Linked DNA regions of Neogale vison: region 2 is linked to region 1. A link is a contact called in public Hi-C data. All regions are on one chromosome and are shown on one strand. The core of a region is the stretch at or near the end of the contact, and the rest is flanking DNA. Distances in the headings are between cores, read along the strand shown. Region 1 overlaps BBX (HMG box transcription factor BBX). Region 2 overlaps BBX (HMG box transcription factor BBX).

Region 1 (6,864 bases), core at 3,059-5,558:
TCTATATATGCCATATATATACTGAAAATTCTTTAGGTAAAAACTGCACAAATTTTTGTCAAGTGTTTCCAAAAGCATACGATTTTGCAAAACACTTGCTATCTATAGAAGTACTTTAAAAATACTTTTACCAGGTTAAAATGAATACTTTATTAAAGAGAAAGTTGGCTGAAATAGCTGATGTCCTTATAAGCTAAGAAAAAATTATTGCTTCTGCCTAAATCTTTGAAATAAAGTTTTTTTTTTAGTTCGATTCTTTTTTTTTTTTTTTTTAAATAAGGGGGGGTGGGAGGTTGGGGTAACCAGGTGGTGGGTATTAGGGAGGGCATGTATTGCATGGAGCACTGGGTGTGGTGCAAAAACCAATGAATACTGTTATGCTGGGGAAAAAAATTTTTTTAAATAAATAAATAAATAAGTATTTGGCCACACACACACATATTGTCCTAAAATCAACATGTGCAATAAATAAAATCTTTTAAAAAATAAAAATAAATATGTGCTGCTATAGATGGAATAATACTATATACAAACAGACTCTAAACTCTACTTTAAAATGTGTAATAGTAATAATAATGATATAATAGAATTCTTTTTAAAAAAAATCAGACAACTACTCTTAGAGAACATGGTATAGGATTAAGCATAGATTTAATAGACTCTATCAATTCTGTCTAACTGCTGATAACCTGCATTCCTTATGTAGAACTCAAGCAAATTTTATTATCTTAAAGTTCTGTTTGCAAACAGCCAACACAAGGATATTAAGTACCAAGGATGTATGCAATGTTATAAAAACTGAACAACATCATTTCATGCCCACAGCAGAGGAGTCCAATTAGCAAACTACTAATTATAATTTGGCATACAATTCCATTCTTAAAGCTACTTTTTAAAAATCTCTGCTTAATTCCACAATTATCTGTCTAGCATGTACAAAGCACTGTTAGGCCCTGCAAGACCGAAGACTGAAGAAAATAAAGTCCTTTCATTTCATACTTGGTAGGAACAAGGCACTTACAAAGGATCACAGAAGGGAAAATCCCCAAATTTTGGAATCCTGAAAAGAGACTGGCCTGTATCACCAAAAATGATTGTGCAGAAATGGAGAAAAGGTTATTCCTTTCCTAGGATGCAGAGGAAGTGTCTTAGATTTCTCTTTTATCTATCCTACACTTCAGAACTTAAGTGTGATTACTCTATAAAAGCTCAGTAAGTTAAAGTATGATTAAAGATATTTTAAGACAAAACTAGCAGCTCCCATGAAAAATTAAAAGCTTGGTTTAAATTTGCTCCTAGTTAAATATAGATTATTCTTTAAGCAAAATTCATTCAGGAATTCACTTATGAATAAAAATTAAAAAGGTCAGCCTGAGATCAGATATCAGGAAGACTTTAGTTCTTTCATATTTTAAACATTTATTTGCATAATTACAGAAGGCTAAACCATGAAATTTAGCATGTCTTATTAAAAATATTGACCGTTTAATATTTTAAAACCATGGGGTATTTTTTCCTGATAGCATACCTCTATCATTCCTATTTTTGGTAAACAAACTACTAAGAATTCAACTAAAGTTTAGTGTAACGAACATCAAAAGATAACATTCCTTTACTAAAATGAATCCCCTGTGGAAACTGTATTTTTGATTCTTTAAAAAAATAAAACATGGGGTGCCTGGGTGGCTCAGTAGGTTAAAGCCTCTGCCTTCAGTCAAGTCATGATCCCAGGGTCCTGAGATGGAGCCCCACATGGAGCTCTTTGCTCAGTGGGGAGCCTACATCCCCCTTCTCTGTCTCTGCCTGCCTCTCTGCCTACTTGTGATCTCTGTTAAATAAATAAAATCTTTTTAAAAATATATATATAAAACAAATTGTTAATATGTATTAATCACATGAATGTGCTATAACAATTTTGAACATTCAAAGAAAAAGCAAGGATGGTATTATTGCAGGAGAGTAGTGAGAATAGTAACAATGGGAAAAATTAACAACAAAAAAACTTTGGATGTGAGACTTTATTTTTTCTAAAGGTTTTACTTATGTATTTGTCAGAGAGAGAGAGAGCACAAGCAGGAGACACAGCAGAGGGAGAGGGAGAAGCAAACTCCCTGTTGAGCATGGAGCCCAGTACAGAATTTGATCCCAGGACCCTGGGATCAAGACCTGAGCCAAAGGCAGATGCTTAACGGGCTGAGCCACCCAGGCGTCCCAGATGTGAGATATCTTCTGCTAAAATACAAGCACCAACAGAAGCGAGGTCTTTGAAAATCAGATAAAAAGGCAACATAAACTCCTAGTAAACTGAACTCTTTATTTTTTCATTTTTAAAAAAGAATGATGCATCAGTAGTCTATTTTTATTACATTAACCTTTCATAATTTCCTGTATCTGAACTTGAACTCTGTAAATGATACTAAGCAGTTAAAATGAAGGAGACCCAACTAATTGCCTACATAATGCCATAAGTAACTCAAATTTTACCTAAAAGATTACTGGCTTTTTAAAATCTGCTGCACTGATTAAAAATGACCTTCTCAAATACAATGCAAAGGTACATGGGGGGAAATTCACTGCCATAAATACATAATTATATAAGTAACAGAAATACCCTAAAACTTGCCAACTCATGTTCTTAAAACTAGATTTAAAAATTAATTCTGAAGAAAATGATAGTTAAAACTTAAAAGATACTCAACCCACTACAGGTACCTAAGGTCCCCAAAGGAAACAGAGAACTCCAGTACAGAATGAAGACGGGGCTACAAAGAGCAACAGGGCTCCACACCAGCCTAAAAGCTGGCGGCATTACTGGGGAAGAACACACTATCTAAACCGTGAGGATTAAACTCCTTTAACTTCTTCTCTCTGGTCATAAAAGAGGCACCCTCAACACAGGTTAAGTGTCTTATGCAGAAAGAAGCATAAAGAAGTCTGTTGAGATGGGAGGGACTGCAGAGTATCCATCAACATTTGTTTGAAAAGATCTGCCAGGCCTTGAGGAGTTACACTTAAATAATGTGACCCTTCCAGACAGGACAATAAGGAGACAGATTAGACCCTTCAAGGGATGATTCATCTTCCGACTCATGGCGAGAGGGGGATCCAATATAAAGCTTGGATTCTGCATGTTTGCTTAAGTGTCTGGGCAGCTCTTGGCGTAGCCTGTAACTAAACCAGTGAGCAGACTGCACCTAGGGTCGCAGGGTAAGTTACTCAAGAAGGCTCCAGACTAAGCCATAAAACCAGCAACTCTTCCAGGCCGAGCCTCACACAAGAACACCTGCTCGTCACCTCGTGTGGGAGCAGAGGACAGCTCCCAGCCCAAGATGGGCCAGGATGCTTTCTCACCCCTTTACAAGAACTGTCACCCACTCAGATGTTGAAGAATACTCTTAATGAATAGAAGCAGTATAGCGAGATAATAAAAAGCTGATTTTAAAAGCAAAGTAGCTTACTTCCACAACTCTGGGGGGAACACAGTGTGAAAGTGAGAAAAGACACAGGCAATTCTTCCCCAGCCTGTGTGACCCTTCCCCAGTTTCTCAGGGCTCCATAAACTCGGTGACTACCCCTGTGCTTGAGGGCTGGAGTATAAAATGAGATGGTCCTTCAAGGCTCACAGAGTCACTGTAACAGTTACAAAATCTTCGAGGGACCAATATTTAAACAATTGCCTTTCCTATTACCTTGACTGCTTCAAGATTAATTCACCCTGATCAGGTAGCTACCGCCTGCAAATGCCTTCTTCCACTTTTCCTAATCCACCGCCCTCCTGCATTTCAAGGGACAGGGAAAATGTCACCAGTCGGGGACCAGCCCACATTCCCCATGGCCCGGAAACCGAAGGGATTCTCCTTCCCATCTGCTCCCCGTGAAACCATGGGGCTGGCCTTGCCTCCCAGTGAGCTGCCCATGCTGTGCTTCTCCCTCCTTCCTGCAGACAGAGGCCCGCAGGCAAAGAGCCTGCTCTAAGGCCAAGAGCCCCTCTGCTGTCTAAGCAGACAGACAGGAAAATGAGGACACAGGAAGCCCATGGTTCTGGAAAAGGAGAAAGGAGTTAAACACGCAGGTGCCACTGTTTTCAAAATACGTAAAATCCTAACCTGGCCACTAGTACTGGATTATTTTTTGTACATACAAAATCTCATGAGAATTAGGGTTCCAGTAACTTTACTCATAGACAAATGAAGTTTAAACTCCACCCTATCTTCCAGAATCAATCTGTGTCCCCACCAGCTAGAAGGCAGTGTGGTAAAATGTCCTCTCCTGAATGAATTTATATTCAAGTTGCTTTCTCTCTGGAGCTCCTCACTGTTGCCTGGAAACAGGAAACCCTTCCCACCTACATGCTTCCTGACAACCCCCCCACACACACACAACAGTCTCCCTCTTACAGTGCAATGAATGTACCTGGCCACACTTCTACATACTATTTTTCTTAAAGAAGAACTGATTCTTTTAAACAGAAATTTTGCCATTTGACTGCTTAGGGAGAACAGTCACTAGCCAAACAAATTAGTCCTGAAAACTTGAATTAACTTAGGTAGCAGAACACCAACCCCTTTCCCCCCACACCCATCCCTGCAAAATGCACTTTAATTAAAAGCATTTAAAAATGGTGAATTTAAACACAAATTAACTAAAACAAGTGTGTCAAATAAAAACAAAAGTTATCTCGAGTTTTTCAAGCTACTGCTTTGCCTCACTAGCACTTCTCTGAAAACCCAATCTTCTTGAGGTTAGGAAGAACACCAGCTTTTTAACAGTCTCCATACCTGAACCACCACGTGCACCTTGGTACCCCCTTACTTCAACACTCACATCACCAGTTGTTAAGTCCATATGGAGCTCATTATATCCCTTCACTCACTCAATCTTTCCTGTCCACTCCTTTTGCTACCACTGAACTTTAAGTACCCAATTAATTTTCATTTAAGATTATTGGATACATGGATATTGGATGTAACGGGAGCTACTTCCGTTATTATCAGGGACTTAGAGAATACCATATGCCAAGAGACAGAGAAGCCATTTATATATTTTAGCTCACTATTTTTTCCAGTAGTCAGTGGGACAGGTATTTAAGTTATTATCCCGCTTTAAAGATGAGGAAAGAAAGACTTGGGAGTTTAAGTAGCTTGAGTGATCATACACTTAAAAGAAGCCTCAAATTCCTCTCCTTGCAAGACAGAAGCAGAACACCTTTATCTGCCAATCCTTCCTCCTATTCCTACTGATTTTTCTCTTTGGAAATGTTGTTTTGATAAATTTAAAACCACAAATGTGCATTTACTTCCTTGCTAGGTGAATCACATTCTGCTTCACACTCACCAACATTACCACACACTGGTCCACCCCCTCCCTTTAGAGAGGAACAGGTGTTTCAAGGATCCTTTTTAGTATTTTAATTAATAGGATGTATGGTAACAAATTCTATGTGCCTTTTAGAGATGCAGTAAAAAATAAATTTCTTCTTGTGATTTAATGTTTATAAAGAGCTTTGGGAGAAAAAAAGTCGTTATTAAAGTTTTGGTCAGTCCCTTCTAGCCAAAGACACAGACCCTAATACTAAAACAAAATTCATAAGGTAAAAATTAACCAGAGAGATCAATCCTTGGAATGTTGACTTGCACCTAAAGAATACTGAATGTCAAAAAGCAAATCTGTGCCACAAATTTATTCAGCTTATAATTTTGTCCTATTATATTCCATAGATCAATGAACAAGGTCCTATAGAACTATGAACAACAGTAAGTTCATAGTTCTATAAATCCTCTTAGTTTTGGCCTTCATTTGCATGAAATATACAAATAACCTTAGATCAAACAAAAAAAGATCTCTAATACAAAACTGAAAACTAGAAAAATGACCCAAAGCTATTGAGTTAGTGAGGATAAGAAATTGAAGTTACATGTTGTTACTGAAGAATTTCCAGATAACATATTCTCTGGTACAAAATACACACAGGGTTGTGATTCTTAAACATACTGGAAAAAATCATTTATGTCTGTGCCAACAAAATCATAAAACAGCCATTTACTTCTATCCAGGGGGAGGGTCATCATTTACGAGCCACCCCAATGTCAACATATCCCTCATACTGCTTGAGCCCATTTCCCCTATCTGCAAAGGTAACAATGGCAACCTTGACTCTACGAACAGATTGTTGTGAAAAATCAAATGAGAACATTCATGGGATAGAAAGATATAAAATTCATTCTTCCCAACTGTCTATTCCTTGGTGCTTATCACACCAAGAGTCAACATACAAGAAAGTCTTGAAGTCAGCACTCCTACCATTTCTGGAATACATGCTTCATTTGTCTTCATTTAGAAAACTTAGGTTTTCATTTTTATTAGAGCTTGGGACATGTTATGTTTCTTAAGGACTACATGCCTATCAAAATTATTTAAAACAGACATAACCACCCACTGATAACAGGCCAGTGACCAGTACTGTACCAGAATTATCAAAGATATGATTTTTATTTAGGGAATTTTCAGTGCTGGAAAAATATATCATATTTATCTTTTTTTTTTTTTAAGATTTTATTTATTTATTTGGCAGAGAGAAAAAGACAGCAAGAGAGGAAACACAAGCATGAAGAGGGAGAAGCAAGCTTCCCACCAAGGAGGGAGCCCTACATGGGGCTCGATCCCAGGACCCTGGAATCATGACCTGAGCCAAAGGCAGATGCTTAATGGCTGAGCCACTCAAGCACCCCAGAAATTATATTTTTCTTAAGCCAAAAGCAAAAACCTAAAAGAAATAGATAGATGATGTGGTAGGTAATGAAGCATAACGAATATAACCCTGTACATCACGTCTTTAGACCATAGATATCCACTCCTATCAGATGG
Region 2 (6,864 bases), core at 2,400-4,899, 100 kb before region 1:
GGAGTTGAACTTTCAGAGAGTAGGAGATTCAGATCACTAACAGGTTGGTTAAGATCAAACCACCTTAGCCCTACTTTTGCATATATTAGAATCACATACATCACATCAGGAGGAAAACTCTGCCTATGACACCGAAAAACTTGAACCCTACAATATGCAGCTCAGACAGGTAATAAACGGGGCCGAGTCTGGGCCTTTAAATCCTGACCACTTTACATCAATCCAAACCATTCATGTGCCAAGAAGAGAACGAGCCGGAACACTGAAGAGCTCCTTCATGATGGAAAGATGAATGGGGAATTACTAGTGCCTCGTACCTGAACAGCAGACAAAGGGGTCTGTCCTTGGCAAATGAAAAGTCCTACTCACTGTGCCAAGTTCAGGCAACTACTATCACTATTCTTTCAACACCTACCTTCCAGAACAGTTCAAAAAACTTTCAACCTTAAAATTATCACAGGTTTATAGTATCAGAAATCATCATCATAACATGTTATGCTTAATACTTGGGATTTACAAAGTCAGAAAAAATGCTATTTAAAGAAGCAATAATAAACACTTCCTTTCCAGAAAATTACTTTCAATTCTGTAAAGTACATTTTTATTATAAATAAGTGAAGACATGTAGTTTAAAAATGAAAATAGAATTTTCATGTAGAAAAGAGCACAGAGAACAGTGGGGCTAGGTATGTTTTTTATGTTTTAATTTCTGAACCTAAGGCCATCTTCTAATACAATTCATTCATTTTTTAAAAAAAAACATTTTATTTGAGAGAGAGAGAGAGAGAAAGCGAGCACACAAGCTGGGAGGGGGTGGGGCTACGGGAAAGGGGAAGCAGACTTGTCTCCCTTCCCCTCTCCCCCTACCTACGCCACACTGAGCAGAGAGCCTACTGTAGGACTAGATCCCAGGAAGGACCATGACCTGAGCTGAAGGCTTAACTGACTGAGCCACCCAGGCTCTCCTACAATCATTAACTTATTTAATCTTCAAAATGACACTGTGAAGTAGGAACCATAATGACCCACATTTCAGAGGTAAGGCAACTGAAGCTCAGAAGGGAAACTTGTCGGCAGTAACACACCTAAGAAAGGAGCACGCTGGACACCAGGACTCAAGGCTTCCAGTCTATATGTAGGAGACTCTAGAAGCACAGGGGAAACAGTAAACTCTGCAATTGCTGCAATACTTTTTTAAAAATGGGATTAAACTAAAAAGGTTCCTGTGAAGTCCTCTGAAGACCAAAGGACTCAGAGGTAAAATACATGATGACCACCTCTGTCAGCTTGAACCTGTGATTTTCTTTTTCAAGTGTCATGTACCATGCATTGCTAAAGTGACTCAATAGGGTTTCACTTCTTTTAATTAGCATTATGAGCCTGAACTACAATTAAATCATTGTGCTGGCAGTTTATAAGGGTCAGCATATTACATATTCTTGAGTTCACTTAATGACCTCTACAGAACAAGTAAATATTAACAAATGGAATCCAGATCCGTATTTCGTTGGGTGACTTTTTTCCTGCTCTGTGGCTGATCAGTTAAGTATTTTGTAACTAAGATTTACTTTATTTAGTATTCCCCAAATAATTATCCTGGAGTCCACATTATTCCAACTTTCAAAACTTCTGAAATTCATTTAAGAGGTATCACTGCTACCAAACAGCTCCACAGAACCCTAAATCCTAATTTCTCCTGTTACTTCAAATCCTCCCTATGGGGCGGGATAAAGCAAAGTGTGCTGTGGATGGGGAGGCATGTGCAGCAGCTTTAACTACTTCCTTCATAAACGTAACAGGATCTGAGCCACTATCACAAGCTAGCTTTTGAAATTCTGTAACTAGAGTACCTGTGAGGAATGCCCCGAAAACATCCTATGGTCAGAAACTACCAGCCTAGTACCAATCACCAAAAAGGTGAAAATTTTCAGAATGTGTTAAAAACGAGGGTTGGGGGGTAAGCATGACCAATTATTCTTATATAAAAATTGACTCCACTACTCCTATAACAGAGAGAAGCAAACCAGAAGGCTTCTCATGGTTATTTCTAGATGAGATAGAAACATGGGCTCACTAATGAAACTGCACAGTGTTTTACCAGAAAGGGACCTTAGAAATCAGAGTCCAACCCCATCAATTTAAAGATATATAAAATTAAGTCCCATAAGAGGCTAAATTTAAAACTAAATGTTCTTACTCTCTGATAAAGTTTGAGTCCCTTTTGAGCAAATAATTGTTGTTTTGTTACTTGGTGTTTTGGGGTTTTTTTGTTGTTGTTGTAAATTACAAACGAGATTCCGTTTAAGTTGTATTATCAGTAAGACAAATGGATAAAGTGCTATTTTAAAAATTCAAAATTGCTATGTTTATTTATAGTAAGATAAGAGAATAAATTCTGGGTTTCTTTCTTTCTCTCCACTTTCAGTCTCTGAAATAAACTGGATTAATACAGGAAAAGCTTCTGAAGGGAAATTTTATTTTATTATCTATCCTAATGAAAGAAACCCCTGAAGAATGCAGAGGGCAAGAAATTATCTCTTTTGAGGACAATTTACAATTCTCCAGGTTCCTTGCTATTTTAAATAAAGTACCTCAAGGGAAAAAAAAAAAAAAGTGTGCCAATAAGAAGCTTTGTGGGCACAAAATATATGAGACCAAAATCCTATATTGAGAGTTTTAACTGAAAATCAATAAAGATAAAAATCAGGAAAAAAAAAAAATCAGAAAGTTGAATGAAGGATTCTGTGGTAACTGGAACTTTTGCCCAAATACAACATTAGTCAGAGTGCTCCAGACACAGAGAATTTCTGTACGGCATTACTTAGAGCAGACAGTAAGCAATCAGAGAAGCAGAAATCGAGGTCCATTACTCAAGGCAGATAACTTGCATTACCCTCTTCAGCTGCAGCACGGGTGAAGAGTTGATGAAGAAAAATGAAGGCTGAGGAAGAAAGCGAATGGTGTGCCTTTTACATGTAATATTCAGCAAACTCAGGTTAAGTTTCAATCCTGGATCAGTTTTTCCCCATTTCGTTTCTTTCTTCACGTTCATTTAGAAAAATCATCTTGCTTAATGACTTCTGCAACTAGCCTAACGGTTGCCACTAGGTGGCGCCCTCAGCACTCCTTACCACAAGCACCAGATTAAATACCCTCTAGATACCAGGGTCACAGTAGCTTTATGCTGATTCCAAGAACAAGCTGACAAATCGGTGTCTTTTCTCCATCAGATATTGTCTCCTGTTAGAAGGGTTTCCTATTTCTTGAAACTTGCTCTCCATTCTGGCAGCCTCTAGTCAGTTGACAAAAGGTCCTGGCTCTGAAGGCTTAAAAATTCTTATTTTCCATCCCCCAGTTTCTGTAGAGATTATACCGCTGACCTCTCCTACTCATCTGGCAGGAAGTTACCATTTGCAGCGACCTCACCATTTGCAGCGACCTCACCCTAGAATCAGAACCGCATTTTCACAAGGAGCCAACGTTACGTTTTAAAATAGCTAATCCAGTTGCCTGTGTTTTAAAACAACTCATAAAAAAGGACTGTCATTACTACAGAGCTCCTTTTTCCCCCCCCTTTGTCCACAGACAGAAAAAAAGATGAAAGGCAGGAAGTGGCCTATCAACAAGCAGTTCTCCTTTGAAGATAGATAACAAAATTCTGCAGTTAAAAGTATATTTGTAATTGCGAAGTTACTCTTCTTGAACAAATTCCAAATACAGTATCTGTCTTTGATCTTAGAAAGGCATTTTTCTCACTGTTCACAGCAGACACTACTAGTTCAAATGGATAGTTCAGTTAGGCATCCCACTCCCAACAATGGGGAAAAAAAAATGTTCCCTAAAATTTAATAGTGAATTAATACCTTTATTTGTCAACCTAGAAGTAGCAGCTTATGCTCTGCCACTGATGCTGCCTGGGATACTTCTGCCTGCTATAATGACGTAAGAACTTCTCACCCTAACAGTGCCGTCTAATCGCCCTCAGCAGAGCCTCTCAATTCCACCTGTGAGATGTCAGGACGGTCCTGAAGAATCACTCTGTATCTCCTGCAACAGAACTAGTCTATTATCTCAGTAATAATATACGATAACTGTAACAAAAATTTCTGAGGACCTTAAACCTAAATAGAGTTTAAGTTTCATATTTTAAAATAGTACCTATTCTTGGCCTTTCACATTTTTTTTCTTCTTTTTTTTTAAGATTTCATTGATTTATTTGACAGAGAGGGAGAGAGAGCACAAGCAAGGGTAGTGGCAGGCAGAGGGGGAAGCAAACTCCTGCGGAGCTCGATCCCAGAACCCTGGGATCACTTTCTGACCCAAAGGCAGAGCTTAACTGACTGAGCCACCCAGGCACCCCATCCTTTCAAATTTTCTATTACAACAAAAATTCTAGTACTAATATGTAGCTTCAATAATGAATCAAGCCTATTTTAAAATAAAACATCCCTAGTATTTCTCCATGCTCCACTTTAAACAATTAGAGAAGATAAACATCACAGCATTGTATCATTTACTGAAAATTATTTTCCTTAACTTCAACAGCTATTGCTTGTGGGTCTTTCAATACTAAAACAAAACAAAATTAAACAAAAACAAACAAACAAACAAACAAAAAAAGAAACAAAGACACTGTAAAATTATGGGGGGAAGCTCTTATCTTCAATAACTAATAGTTCTTAAAGCTCAGCAAATGAAGAGAAACAGAAGTTTCTAAATGAACCCAAAGGAAGATTTTTAATCCAAGGTAAAAAGCCCCCCCTTACAACATTAGAATTTTCCCAGGCAATCAGGAAAAGAAAACCTTCTGTGGAAAAGAGCTATGCTTTTGAAGTTAACACGTGTACGCACCTGCACACACATGCGCACACTCTCTCAGCTCAGAGCAGACAGAATGATAGGTCTTAGAGAACTGGATCTGTACTTGGACAGTAAAGTATTCCATGTGCTCCTAAAGTATGGTTTTGTTTGAACATGTCCCCAAAAGCCAAATCTAACTTTTGAGACTCATCCATAAAGCCAGCACGTAGTTCGTTTTTGACTGAAGAGTCCGAAAGGTCCGTGTCAAAAAGAAGCATTAAGCATGTGAATGTATGGGGACTCACAGCATCTGTAGGAAAATCCGAGGAAGCAGAATGAGAGAATGACAACCCACAGTGTTACTCTGGCAGCATCCGGCAAATGCTGACATAAATAAATCCTTGTAAATAAATATTCTGAAGATTTTCCTCTCTACCAAAATAGCTATTTTCTTTTCCCTAAAAAAGAAAACTTTGCCTCCCAACCTCATCCAATGGCAGTGATCTTACAGATATATAGGGAAGTGTACATTTACAAAATGTACAACTGCACAGGTTATCAATCCCTGAATCCCACGATCCTTTTGAGATACATCTACAACGCTAAAGTAGAGAAAACTCTAAACAAGGACGGACACAGGGAACCAGTAAAACTGAGGGAAAAAAATTTTCCTTAAATGCATTTACAGTAACATTTATACCCCATACTTCTAATTTAGAAGAAAACTGTGCAACTGTACTCATGTCTATAAAAAATACTGGAAGAACAAAGACCAATATGTTCACAATGGTTATGGAGCTGTATATGCATTGAAGGGGGATTTCAACTTTTGCCCTCAGGCTTTTCAGTGTTTTTGACCTGTAAAATTTTATAAGCAAAAAAGAAAGCCAATGAGTTATTTTAAAATCAAGTATGTTAAGTGTAATTTAATAGAGAACCAAGTGGCAGGCTTCTGAGGTACCAAATCAATACACTGCAGTGAAAAGTCATTTTCTCTTCCTCCTCCTGTCTATGACCATGTGACATCTTTTCACACTTGCTGTAAATTAACTGCTTCACTACATAATGACTGTGACTACAGCAAATGGACCTTTTTGGTCTGTAATTCACTTACTGGGGAGGGTTTTATAGATTTGAGTATTAAGAAGTGAAGCAAGCATAGAGGCGCCTGGGTGGCTCTAAGCCTCTGCCTTCAGCTCAGGTCATGATTCCAGGGTCCTGGGATCAGGTCCCACATTGGGCACCTCTGCTCAGCAGGGAGCCTGCTTCCCCCACCCCCCTCCTGCCTCTCTGCCTATTTGTGATCTCTCTCTGTCAAATAAATAAAAATCCTTTAAAAATAAGTGAAGCATATATTTGACTACTACGTTGAAATAAAGCAGACTCTCAACATATCATATCCTAATTAAAAGTGAATTTAGAAATTCCACTCTGTTTATACCAGTTACCCTATTAGCCAATATTCTGGGTCTAGTGGGATAGAAGAAACAAGGTTCTGTCTCAATTCTAGGTAACTTCTGTGATTTCTGTATTATGATCAAAGGCCAGCAGTTGATTAGCTGGAGTAAATTCCTTGAGCCCCACAGTATTTTATTCACACAGCTACTCTGACATTATTACCTTGGATTGAAATTTATATGTTTGCAGGTTTGTCTTTCACATTTGACTGAAGCATACTCACTACAAAGAATGCATTCAATAAGTGATAAACACATGAATGACCTGTCCTAGAAAGAACTGAACTTGGAGACAAATGTCTGAGAAATCACAGTGAATCATCTGCAATCTCTCAGTAATGCAAAACAGGAAAAGAAAACCAGTAAATGTTCCTTCCTTTTTAAAAAAAAAAAAAGCTGCTAACACTCTAAGTCTTCTTTCCTTCTTTCAGCCCCACTTCTCTGTGCCATCCCTGTTCCTAACATCTTCATCCATGTATTCAACATCTGCTTTTAAAAAAAAAAAAAAAAGAGTTTTATCTGTAGTACATTTATAAAACCTGATTTGTCCTCCCTAACTACGAATTATCCTTTGGATTTCATGACACTGCGCTGTTATATAGAATGC

The links. A called contact is a pair of places that touch in the nucleus more often than the background predicts.
Region 2: a contact with region 1 is called in a Hi-C map of fibroblasts, with 2.5 times the contacts expected there. The contact joins two enhancer-like sites. A contact is called at or near these places in 2 of 3 Hi-C or Micro-C datasets (fibroblasts and muscle).

What each region holds. Positions count from the first base shown.
Region 1 is chr6:54,985,640-54,992,503 of ASM_NN_V1, reverse strand. The region is part of intron 2 of BBX (HMG box transcription factor BBX); the gene reads right to left. Among named protein-coding and RNA genes, the nearest start is that of BBX, 53 kb to the right of the region's middle. Within about 2 kb of position 4,308, the one cell type or tissue checked has open chromatin away from gene starts, as enhancers often do. A contact at or near this core is called in fibroblasts, where this site is marked.
Region 2 is chr6:55,084,851-55,091,714 of ASM_NN_V1, reverse strand. All of the region lies in intron 4 of BBX (HMG box transcription factor BBX), which reads right to left. Among named protein-coding and RNA genes, the nearest start is that of BBX, 150 kb to the right of the region's middle. Within about 2 kb of position 3,649, the one cell type or tissue checked has open chromatin away from gene starts, as enhancers often do. A contact at or near this core is called in fibroblasts, where this site is marked.